Linked DNA regions of Pan troglodytes: region 1 is linked to region 2. The links are chromatin contacts, called in public Hi-C maps. All regions are on one chromosome and are shown on one strand. The core of a region is the stretch at or near the end of the contact, and the rest is flanking DNA. Distances in the headings are between cores, read along the strand shown. Region 1 holds the start of TMCC3 (transmembrane and coiled-coil domain family 3). Region 2 holds the start of LOC737096 (succinate--CoA ligase [GDP-forming] subunit beta, mitochondrial-like).

Region 1 (4,876 bases), core at 1,061-3,560, 330 kb after region 2:
GCAAACCTGGGCACAAATCCTGCTCTATTTTCTTCATAGCACTCATCACTATCTGAAACTACATTATTTGTACATTTGTTTACTACTTTATTATCTGATTTCTCAGTTTGAATGCGGCCTCCAAGAGAACAAGGCTTTTGTATGTCATGTTCCTCACAGTATTCCTAGAGCTCAGAACAGCGCCTGCACATAGTAGGTGCTTAATACACGTCTTACGGAGGTGGGGGCTGAGTATTTAAAATGCAGATTGCCGAGCTCCAGTTTCAGAGATTCTAACTCATTAGGTTTGAAACACAGCCTAGGAATCTGCATCTGCAGCAAGCATCCATCTCTTTCATCCTAAGGCAGGTAGTAGGCAGATCACATGTTAAGATACTCTGGTCAATGCCCTCCATCTCCAAATCGTGATTCTCCCTCTAACACGCATTTCTACGGATCCCATCCAGGCTCTTTTCTTTAATTACCCTGAGGCACTGAGGGTAAAAGGAGGTTGCTGACCCCTGAATTTGGAGTTCAAACAAGTAACCTCACCACGGCCAGTTTCCATTTCTGCTGCATGCCAAACTAGCTGGCCAGCCTGGCTGGAATCCTGTTCTCCCCAGAAACACCTGAGCAGGTCTGGACTAGCTCCAAAAGTATAAGCCAGGTAAATTTCCGTGTCAGCTCATTGAGAGACTTTCCAGGGGCAGCTGGGGCCAATTCACATTTGCTCTATACTCCCTCCAAAGACACCCCCTTCAACACACACACACAGAACACTTAATTCTGGTACCACCAGCAAAAAGAGGCCCGAGTTCCCTTGGGAGCAGCCCAGCCGCTGAGAGGCGGAAATCTCTAAAAGGGCCACTCAGATGACCAAAGCAATAGGCGCCTACGTACCTTGCAACAAGCCAACCTCAAGTTCCAACCTAGAGAAATGCATGGACTCTGGTGGGAGAGTCTTATTCCGTTTTTGTTTTCTTCTCTTTTTTTTGTTTTGTTTTGGTTTGGTTTTCTTCCATTTCTTCTCAGCCTTGTCTCTTCAGGAAATACCCCTCCACCCCTTCCTTGGCGCGTAAACTGTCTTCAGGGTGGCCTTAGGAGTTCTGGGACAATGTGGAGGGTACCCAATAGGATTTCCTTAAGTTTCCTCTACTGCTTTTCCACACATATTAATGCTGAGATCCTGTATTTGATTAAAGCACCTTCCATTTCCAAAGTTAAAATACAAACGGGTCTAGTAACTTACAAAGTCGCCAGCATCTTCATGTCAATTAACTTCCCCAGACAAGTAAGAACGAGCTGCACTAGGGCCTGCGCTCTCTCCGGGGCTAACAACAAGCAGCACCAGTCCCCCAAGCTGTCCCTGGAGGTGGAAGAGCCACTGCAGCTGAGCCTGTTTATTTTTCGTTTTTCCACAGGCAGCCTTGGCTGGAGGGTGGGGGTGAGCGCGGGCTCCCTGGCACCTGCCGGTAAAGCAGCAGCCGCAGCCCCCGAGGGCGCCCCAGGCCAGGAGCTGCGCGCCGTCGGCGGGCCGTGCCTGGAGGAGACTCGCGCCTTCCAAATGCCGGAGTGCAGGCATCCTTCCTCTCCCCAACCCCAGCCCCGGCCTCGACCTGTCGCCCACCTGGCCCGGACCTGGGGCTGGCTCCGTCTCTGGGGTGTGCGCCAAGGGAGCCCCACCGACGCCCAGCAGAGCTGCCCGGGCTCCCAAAGAAGGACCGGGGCTTTGGGCAGAATTCTGGCAGCCAGGCGGGCGTCAGGGGAGCCGGAGAAGGGGCTCGCCAGCAGGCGTGGGGCGGAGTGCCGGGCGCAGCCCACCTCGCAAGCGCGGGCCCAGGGCTCCGACGTGCGAGCGCAGCCCCGAAGAGTGCGGGCCCGGGGTCCCCGCGGCGCCCCTTCCCCTCCTCAGTCCCCCGGGGGCGACCGCGCTCCCCGCCGAGGTCCGTCCCCGCCGCACCCTCACTATTCCCGCTGGGAGGACCCCGGCGCACGCCCCCGCCCCCGCACCCCGGGGCGACGGCGCACTCACCCTCCGCATGGTGTCTGGGCCGTCCGGGCGGGGCTCGGCGACTTGGGCGCGAGAAGGGCTGGGCGGGCGGCGACGCTCGGCCGGCCGGGAGCTCCGCGCTGCCCGCTCCTGCACACGCCTGCGCCGCGGCCGCCAAGCCGGCGGGGGCGGGGCGGGGTAGCGCTGGCCGCGGGGTCCCCGGGGCTCTCCCGGGCTGCGGCGGAGGCGCGGAGCCGGCCAAGGGCGCACTGAGCTCGCGGAGCTCCGGGGCCCCGGGGCCTTTCTGCCGCCGTCGCAGCGTCCCCGCCTCCTCGGGCCGCTTCGCCCCTCTCCTCTTCCTCGAGTTCCGGCCCCACCAGGAGCGGAGCGAGTCTCCAGAACTGAGCTGGAGAAGCTTTGGGGTGAAAGCTGGGCCCACCCTACAGGGACCCCAAGTTTGCGGAGCAAGAGTGGATTGGCGGAGAGCGCAGATGGCAATTCTCACCCGCCTTAAAAGTACCACCTTAAAATTCTCCCCATGGGATGGGAAGGTGGCCCGCTAATGTCCGTTCCTACTCTTCGTTTTCTTTTTAATTTTTCAGACAGGGTCTCGCTCTGTCCCCCAGGCTGAGCGCAGGGGCGCGATTTCGGCTCACTGCAGCCTTGCGATTCTCCCAGGCTCAAGCGATCCTCCCGCCTCAGCCTCCCCAGTAGCTGGGACCACAGGCGAGTGCTCCACTACGCCCGGCTAATTTTTGTATTTTTATTCTTTTGTAGAGACTGGTGTCTCGCCATTTTGCCCAGGCTGGTCTCGAACTCCTGGCCTCAAGCGATCCTGCAGCCTCGGCCTCCCAAAGTGCTGGGATGAGAGGTGTGAGCCAGTGCGTCGGCCCTTTACCATTCTTTAGATTCTGCGATTGTTTTTTGAAAGTCCTGAGCATTCATAAAGCTTTCCGAGGAGGGATGGGAAGAGAGTTAAGAGTGGTAAACAGCAGATCCACCCGGGGCTGGAGGAAACATCGTGGAACAGAGACCGTCTGGTCTCATTCAGGTGAAGGAGCTCGGCAGGGGAAGAGGTCAGCATCCCCATTCCAGCGAAACCCACGGGTTTTCCTAGCAGTCCCCTGTGTGCACAGCTTTCTCTTCACAATCGACCTCCACCCCAACTTTTCCAAACAACACGGGAGCCCATCCCCAAATGCTAATGCTTCTGGGGGAAAAAAATGAGAAGGGGGAAAAATGTATTCCCCAGATCATGAAAACGCTGCACACCCTTGAGCTCAGAATGCAGGATCTAAATCCGCAAGAACAGGATGGAATGATGTGGGAAGGTCTTCCAGGAAGAAAGCTGATTTTATTCTGCTTCGACTGCTGAACAAAGTAAATCAAATAGCACGGAACTCAAGGCAGCCTGAATTTTGTGTAGAAAAAAAATATCTCTTGTTTGTCAAAGGATCCTTTGAAAAGCATCCAAGGACGCTTGTGTTTCCAAAGCGGCTGTGACAGGTATGCAGGCAGACAGCAGTGGGAATGCAAAGGCTTGTGCCGGGTAAACACTTCTCATGAGTGTTTCAGCTTTGGCATTGCCTTTATGCCAGTTATTCTGGCAGATCACCACTGCCAAAGAAATACCTTTATAATTTTCTAACATTGATTGTCAGCAGCACTATAGAGACCGTAATATTACACGAAGTACCTTAATGATCTAATGAATAAAAACATTTTGTCTGGATTTCTCTTTGGTGCCTATCAGCACAGATAGGGGGAGGAGTGACTGATGTGTGAGGGGGAAATGTAAGAAACGACAATTAATGACACTTGCTATGTCCCTTTTTTACTTTATCTTATGATCTGTATACAGTGGGTTTTTTCCTCCCTGGATATAATCTCTTCTGATTGAGCTTTTATGTTTTTGCCTTTCTTTGGGAAAATAACAATGTTAGTAAGTGTACTTCTGAGCCATACCTGTCTTATCATTTCAATCCACACAACTCTATGAAGTACGTACTGTGATATTATGGTTTTTTAGAGGGAGATACTCGAGCTCAGAGAGGGCAGGTCATTTGCCCAAGATCATACAGCTTGTTAGTGGCACAGCCTGGATTTCAACTCAGGCAGTCTGACACGAGGACCCTCTCACTTAATGCCCATGCAATACTGCCCTCCTCTGCTTCATAGAAAAGGTGCAACTGTGTAAAGGTGTTCCTGGAAGTAAAAACGTGAGCTTTTGTCATAGATTAGTCACTTGACATCTCAGAGCCTTAGCTTCCTCATCTGTAAAATGACAACTTGGACTAAATAGATGCATTAAAGGCCTAGCCAGAAGTAAAGTTCAAGATTTAGAGTATTACTATGTGAGTATTAGAGTATCAGTATTCTTGCTCAGCATTGTAAGAAATCTTAACCTGGAGATACAGTGTTAGCCACTTCATTGGTTTGTGTGATCTCACCACAGCGCCTTGTTTTAACACTACTTGTGCTGCTTTCTACAACATCACCTCTTCCTGCTCCTTCTAATTAATACTCTTTGCTTTGCAAATGTGATATCTAATCAATTTGATGTTCTTTTTTTTTTTTTCTTTTCTTTGAGACGGAGTCTTGCTCTGTCGTACCCAGTCTGGAGTGCAGTGGCGCGATCTCGGCTCACTGCTACTTCTGCCTCCCAGGTTCAAGCAATTCTCCCACTTCAGTCTCCCGAGTAGCTGGGATTACAGGCACCCGCCACCACACCCAGCTAATTTTTTATATTTTTAGTAGAGGCAGGATTTTACCATATTGGCCAGGCTGGTCTTGAACTCCCAACCTCAGGTGATCCACCTACCTCGGCCTCCCAAAGTGTTGGAATTACAGACGTGAGCCACCAAGCCCACCCTAATTTTCATTTCTTACTAAACTTGAATAAGACTC
Region 2 (4,869 bases), core at 2,165-4,664:
TTCTAGGCTGGGTGCAGTGGCTCACGCCTGTAATCCCAGCACTTTGGGAGGCCGAGGTGGGTAGATCACCTGAGGTCAGGAGTTTGAGACCAGCCTGGCCAACATGGTGAAACCTCATGTCCACTAAAAATACAAAAAATTATCTGGGCACAGTGGCAGGTGCCTGTAGTCCCAGCTACTTGGGAGGCTGAGACAGGAGAATCGCTTGAACCTGGGAGGCAGAGGTTGTAGTGAGCCGAGATCGTGCCACTGCACTCCAGCCTGGGTGACAGAGTGAGACTGCATCTCAAAAAAAAAAAAAAAAATTATGAAAAAAGTTCTGGAGGTAGACGGTGGTGATGGCTGCACACCAATATGAATGTACTTAGTGCCACTGAATTTCACACTTAAAAATGGTTGAAATAGTAAATTTAATGTTATATGTATTTTACCAGAATTTTAAAAATTGGAAAACGACAACTGAGCTGGCTAAGATTGTTATTTTGAAACAAGACACATTTTTTTAAGGCCTAGCTTCAGCTCATAGTGCACCAGTTTGCAACCTCTGTTTTAACACTTCCTTGTTTTCTAGTCATTTCATGTGTTCATGTCTTACCCAACTAGAAGGTAAAATTCCCTGGAAGTAGGAACTGTGTCTTAACCTTCTTTGGTATCTTTCAAAGTGGGTACTTGGAGCTTTGCAGTGGGCAAATCACAGTTGCCCTGCTGAATACTGGATGATACCCACACACTCATAACTAATTATTAGACACTGCCATGCTGTACACAGAGCTGTGGCCAGATGGGATTAATTGTAAAATTTCAAGAATGAGAAGAGAGCTTTTGAAGTACAAAAAGAAATTCATTCTGACTAGCAGGTGGGGATGGTGTGTCAGGAGAGACGAGGGTGAAGAGGGCAGGGAGATGGGAAAGGGGCCTTATAGGCCACAAGAAGGGGAAATGGGAAATTGCCACAGGCTGTAAGCAGAGGGTGACGAGATTGGATTGGATTTTGAGATAAATCATAAAAACTAGAGCCTGGAATGCCCCTGCTAAGAGATTCAGGAAAATGCTAAATGCCGCTTGGCAACAGCTCTCCAGGGCCACGTGTGAACACAAACACACTTGTTTGTGTTCAGCGAATGAGGAGGTTGGGGACATAGGGAAGAACTAGGGGAACTCGGGGGGCTTCAACAAGAGGAGTGAGGCGAATGCACACCCCCTTCAGAGCAGGGGCTGTGTGCACATGTGTGTATGTTGCGTGTGTGCAGTTAGAGTGGGGGTGATTCTTAGGTGGGTCTAGGCAAGCTGACACCCTAAGTTGCAGACCATGGGCAGCAGATGGAGGCGACGCTAAAGTCCAGCCATCAGACCCTCCGTGCTCCCCTGGAACACCTGTAGGAAACCCTGAGAACTCCAACTTTAAAGGGATCCAAGACACTGTAGCCAGCACAGTAACCCGTGGCAACCCCTAGAGGCTGCTATAACCTCAACAATGGGGAGCGTTATACCGAAGGAACCTGCCGGTTCCCCAGACCCAAAAATGGCTGAACCTTGGTGATCACAGCACATGACCAGGAACCACCAATACACTCATGGAACTGTCCCACTGACAATGTCTAGAGGGAAAATGCCCTGTCCTCTAACACCCTTCTCTGAGGGGGAAAAAAGCCACATTAGAAGAAGTGATATGACCGAAAGACAAGCTTTCTCCAAAGGCCAATGGCCTTGGAATGTTTATTATGTGTTTTCTCTGTTTGCTCAAGTGCTATCCTTCAACACCAGGACTAGAAACAATTTCTTCAGAAATAACTAACCAGCCACAATTAGTAAAACTTCATAAAGCCTGGAGAATACTGTCATCAGAAGAGCTACATTTGGGGCAGTCTGGGGAAGGGTGAAGTGTGAGGATGGGGACCATTATCTCTAGAGGTCTAGTGATTAAGAACTGGGTGACTCTGGACAGCTGGTCCCAGGGACTTTGCACTTGTGGTGGAGGCTGAATTCATCATTCCCAATCCGGATGCTATGCAATCATCATCAAGTACTCCAATCCATCTGCATGTCTGAATATGGATGGGGGTGCTCTGCACTGTCCCCATCGGCCGCTGGGTCCTCCACTCTCTCTCTGCTCTGGATCTCTGGATCTCATCTTTCTACTTCCTCTGCAGGTGGCATCATGGGGACTGTCTGGTGACTCCCCTAAGCAACCAGCATCAGACACTAGAAACTTCCAGTCAAGTCTCCTGGTCCCTGATTCCAACCAGACGACCACATCTTCACCCCAGGATGGACTTTAGACCTCAGCAGCAGTGACAGCCATACTTCCTGTGTGACACTGGGGCAACCACGTTTCTCACAGGCCCCCAGGTGGGGCTGAGATGAGAGCAGGCCATCTGAAGGTGCACAAAATAGGCAGGATGGGATGGAGGCCAAGAACATCCCAGTGAAATGGGTGCCCCCAATTTGCATTTGGGAAAGAAGGGCTCCCACCTTTCCCAAGCCCTGCATTTCACATATTTTGCCCCTATTCTACTCTACACTCAACCCCCAACTCTCTGAGTTCCACTCCACATGACCCCACCCCCATCTTAACTTGCTGTGTCCTCACCCTACTCCACAGATCCCTGCCTCCCGTGCCTTTGCTCCAGGTGAGGCCATACACTTGGCGGAGGCCTATTTGCTGTGGCCATTTTGACCCAGGGAATGTCTGATGTGACCATTTGAAAACACTCTCCACAAAATTGCTCAAAACACTGTTTTATATTAAAAATTAAAAGCAGGCCTAAGTGAAAAAGACAAACAAGGGACAAGGGATGTGGGCCTGATGACTACTGAATGTACTACTTAGTAACAATAATTAAAAACTAAATATTTAATAGTTTGGCTTTCCCCCCAGCTACCTAAAAACAAGCAAACAAACAAAAAAACTGCCTCTCAGACTAAAATAGCTGCTTCAAGAGCGCCACATCAACACGTGATAAGTTTGCTCACATTGTTACCTTCATCTTCCTACTCCCTGTGTCAATTACGAATGGCTTATGATGCAACTAATGGCCATTATCAAAGGCATAAGGAAAGACATTTAAGACTTCACATCACAAGAAGTCTCCAGACAGATGATTCCCAGCATTGACTCAACTGCTCAATGGGGCTCACAGAGACCCAGCTCCTGTCTGGCTTTCTTCTGCCATCCTTAGCTCCTTGGCTTTTAGTTCTCATTCTCATCACTTCATGGTTACAAGATGGCTGCCACGGTTCCACGCATCACATCTTCACACAAGGCAGGAAAAAAGGGAAAGGGGCAGTAGATAAAAGGCTGTTAGAGTGCTAGGTTTCCTGTTTAAGATGGCGTCCCCCATGGTAGCGAGGCCTGGAAGCTTCTGCAAGCCCTAGCGCTGCTGCCCCGCTTCCTGGCGGCCAGGTCCCGGGCAGTTCAATTAACCTCCAGAAGATGGCTGAGCCTGCAGGAATACCAGAGCAAGAAACTGATGTCTGATAACAGAGTGAGAGTTCAAAGATTCCTTGTAGCAGACACTGCGAATGAAGCTCTCGAGGCCGCTAAGAGACTAAATGCAAAAGAAATTGTTTTAAAAGCCCAGATCTTAGCTGGAGGAAGAGGAAAAGGTGTCTTCAATAGTGGTTTGAGAGGAGGTGTTAATTTAACAAAAGACCCTAATGTTGTGGGACAGCTGGCTAAACAGATGATTGGGTACAATCTAGCGATAAAACAAACTCCAAAAGAAGGTGTGAAAGTTAACAAGGTGATGGTTGCTGAAGCCTTGGACATTTCCAGAGAAACCTACCTGGCAATTCTGATGGACCAGTCCTGCAATGGTCCCGTGCTGGTGGGCAGCCCCCAGGAGGGCATCGACATTGAAGAGGTGGCTGCTTCAAACCCAGAGCTCATTTTTAAGGAGCAAATTGACATTTTTGAAGGAATAAAGGACAGCCAAGCTCAGTGGATGGCAGAAAATCTAGGCTTCGTTGGGCCTTTGAAAAGCCAGGCTGCAGATCAAATTACGAAGCTGTATAATCTCTTCCTGAAAATTGATGCTACTCAGGTGGAAGTGAATCCCTTTGGTGAAACTCCAGAAGGACAAGTTGTCTGCTTTGATGCCAAGATAAACTTTGATGACAATGCAGAATTCCAACAAAAAGACATATTTGCTATGGACGACAAATCAGAGAATGAGCCCATTGAAAATGAAGCTGCCAAATATGATCTAAAATACATAGGACTAGATGGGAACATTGCCTGCTTTGTGAATGGTGCTGGGCTCGCCATGGCTACTTGTGATATCATTTTCCTTAATGGTGGGAAGCCAGCCAACTTCTTGGATCTTGGAGGTGGTGTAAAGGAAGCTCAAGTATATCAAGCATTCAAATTGCTCACAGCTGATCCTAAGGTTGAAGCCATCCTTGTCAATATTTTTGGTGGTATCGTCAACTGTGCCATCATTGCCAATGGGATCACCAAAGCCTGCCAGGAGCTAGAACTCAAGGTGCCCCTTGTGATTTGGCTTGAAGGAACCAACGTCCAAGAGGCCCAGAAAATACCCAACAACAGCAGACTCCCCATTACTTCAGCCGTTGACCTGGAGGATGCAGCCAAGAAGGCTGTGGCCAGTGTGGCCAAGAAGTGATGTCTTTGTCCTGATCCGATGGAGAAACAAAGCCATTTTTCCATAAAAAGGGATGGTTCATCATTGTGAAAGAAATGGTTATCTCGTTGGGGAGGAAAAAGGGGGGGGGGTAAAGGCAAGAATCACTGAAAAATCTTAAATCTGTGTTTTCTGGAATAAGCTATCTAGACAGCCTAAATCTGATTTTAGTCTTTATAAAAATAATATCTCGTATTCTCATACTTTTCTGTCACTGTAAGCCTGC

What was found. Hi-C and Micro-C count contacts between places; a contact is called where the count stands out from the background.
Region 1: a contact with region 2 is called in a Hi-C map of induced pluripotent stem cells, with 2.8 times the contacts expected there. The contact joins the promoter of TMCC3 here to the promoter of LOC737096 in region 2. A contact is called at or near these places in 2 of 7 Hi-C or Micro-C datasets (induced pluripotent stem cells and stem cell-derived neural progenitor cells) and 1 of 1 other capture datasets (stem cell-derived neural stem cells).

What each region holds. Positions count from the first base shown.
Region 1 is chr10:101,709,377-101,714,252 of NHGRI_mPanTro3-v2.0_pri, forward strand. It overlaps TMCC3 (transmembrane and coiled-coil domain family 3), which reads right to left and starts at 2,311. Exons shown (of 4, transcript XM_009426008.5): 1 at 2,012-2,311. The coding sequence starts at 2,020.
Region 2 is chr10:101,380,566-101,385,434 of NHGRI_mPanTro3-v2.0_pri, forward strand. LOC737096 (succinate--CoA ligase [GDP-forming] subunit beta, mitochondrial-like) reads left to right here and starts at 3,415. Exons shown (of 1, transcript XM_054664613.2): 1 at 3,415-4,651. The coding sequence starts at 3,471. The coding sequence ends at 4,625.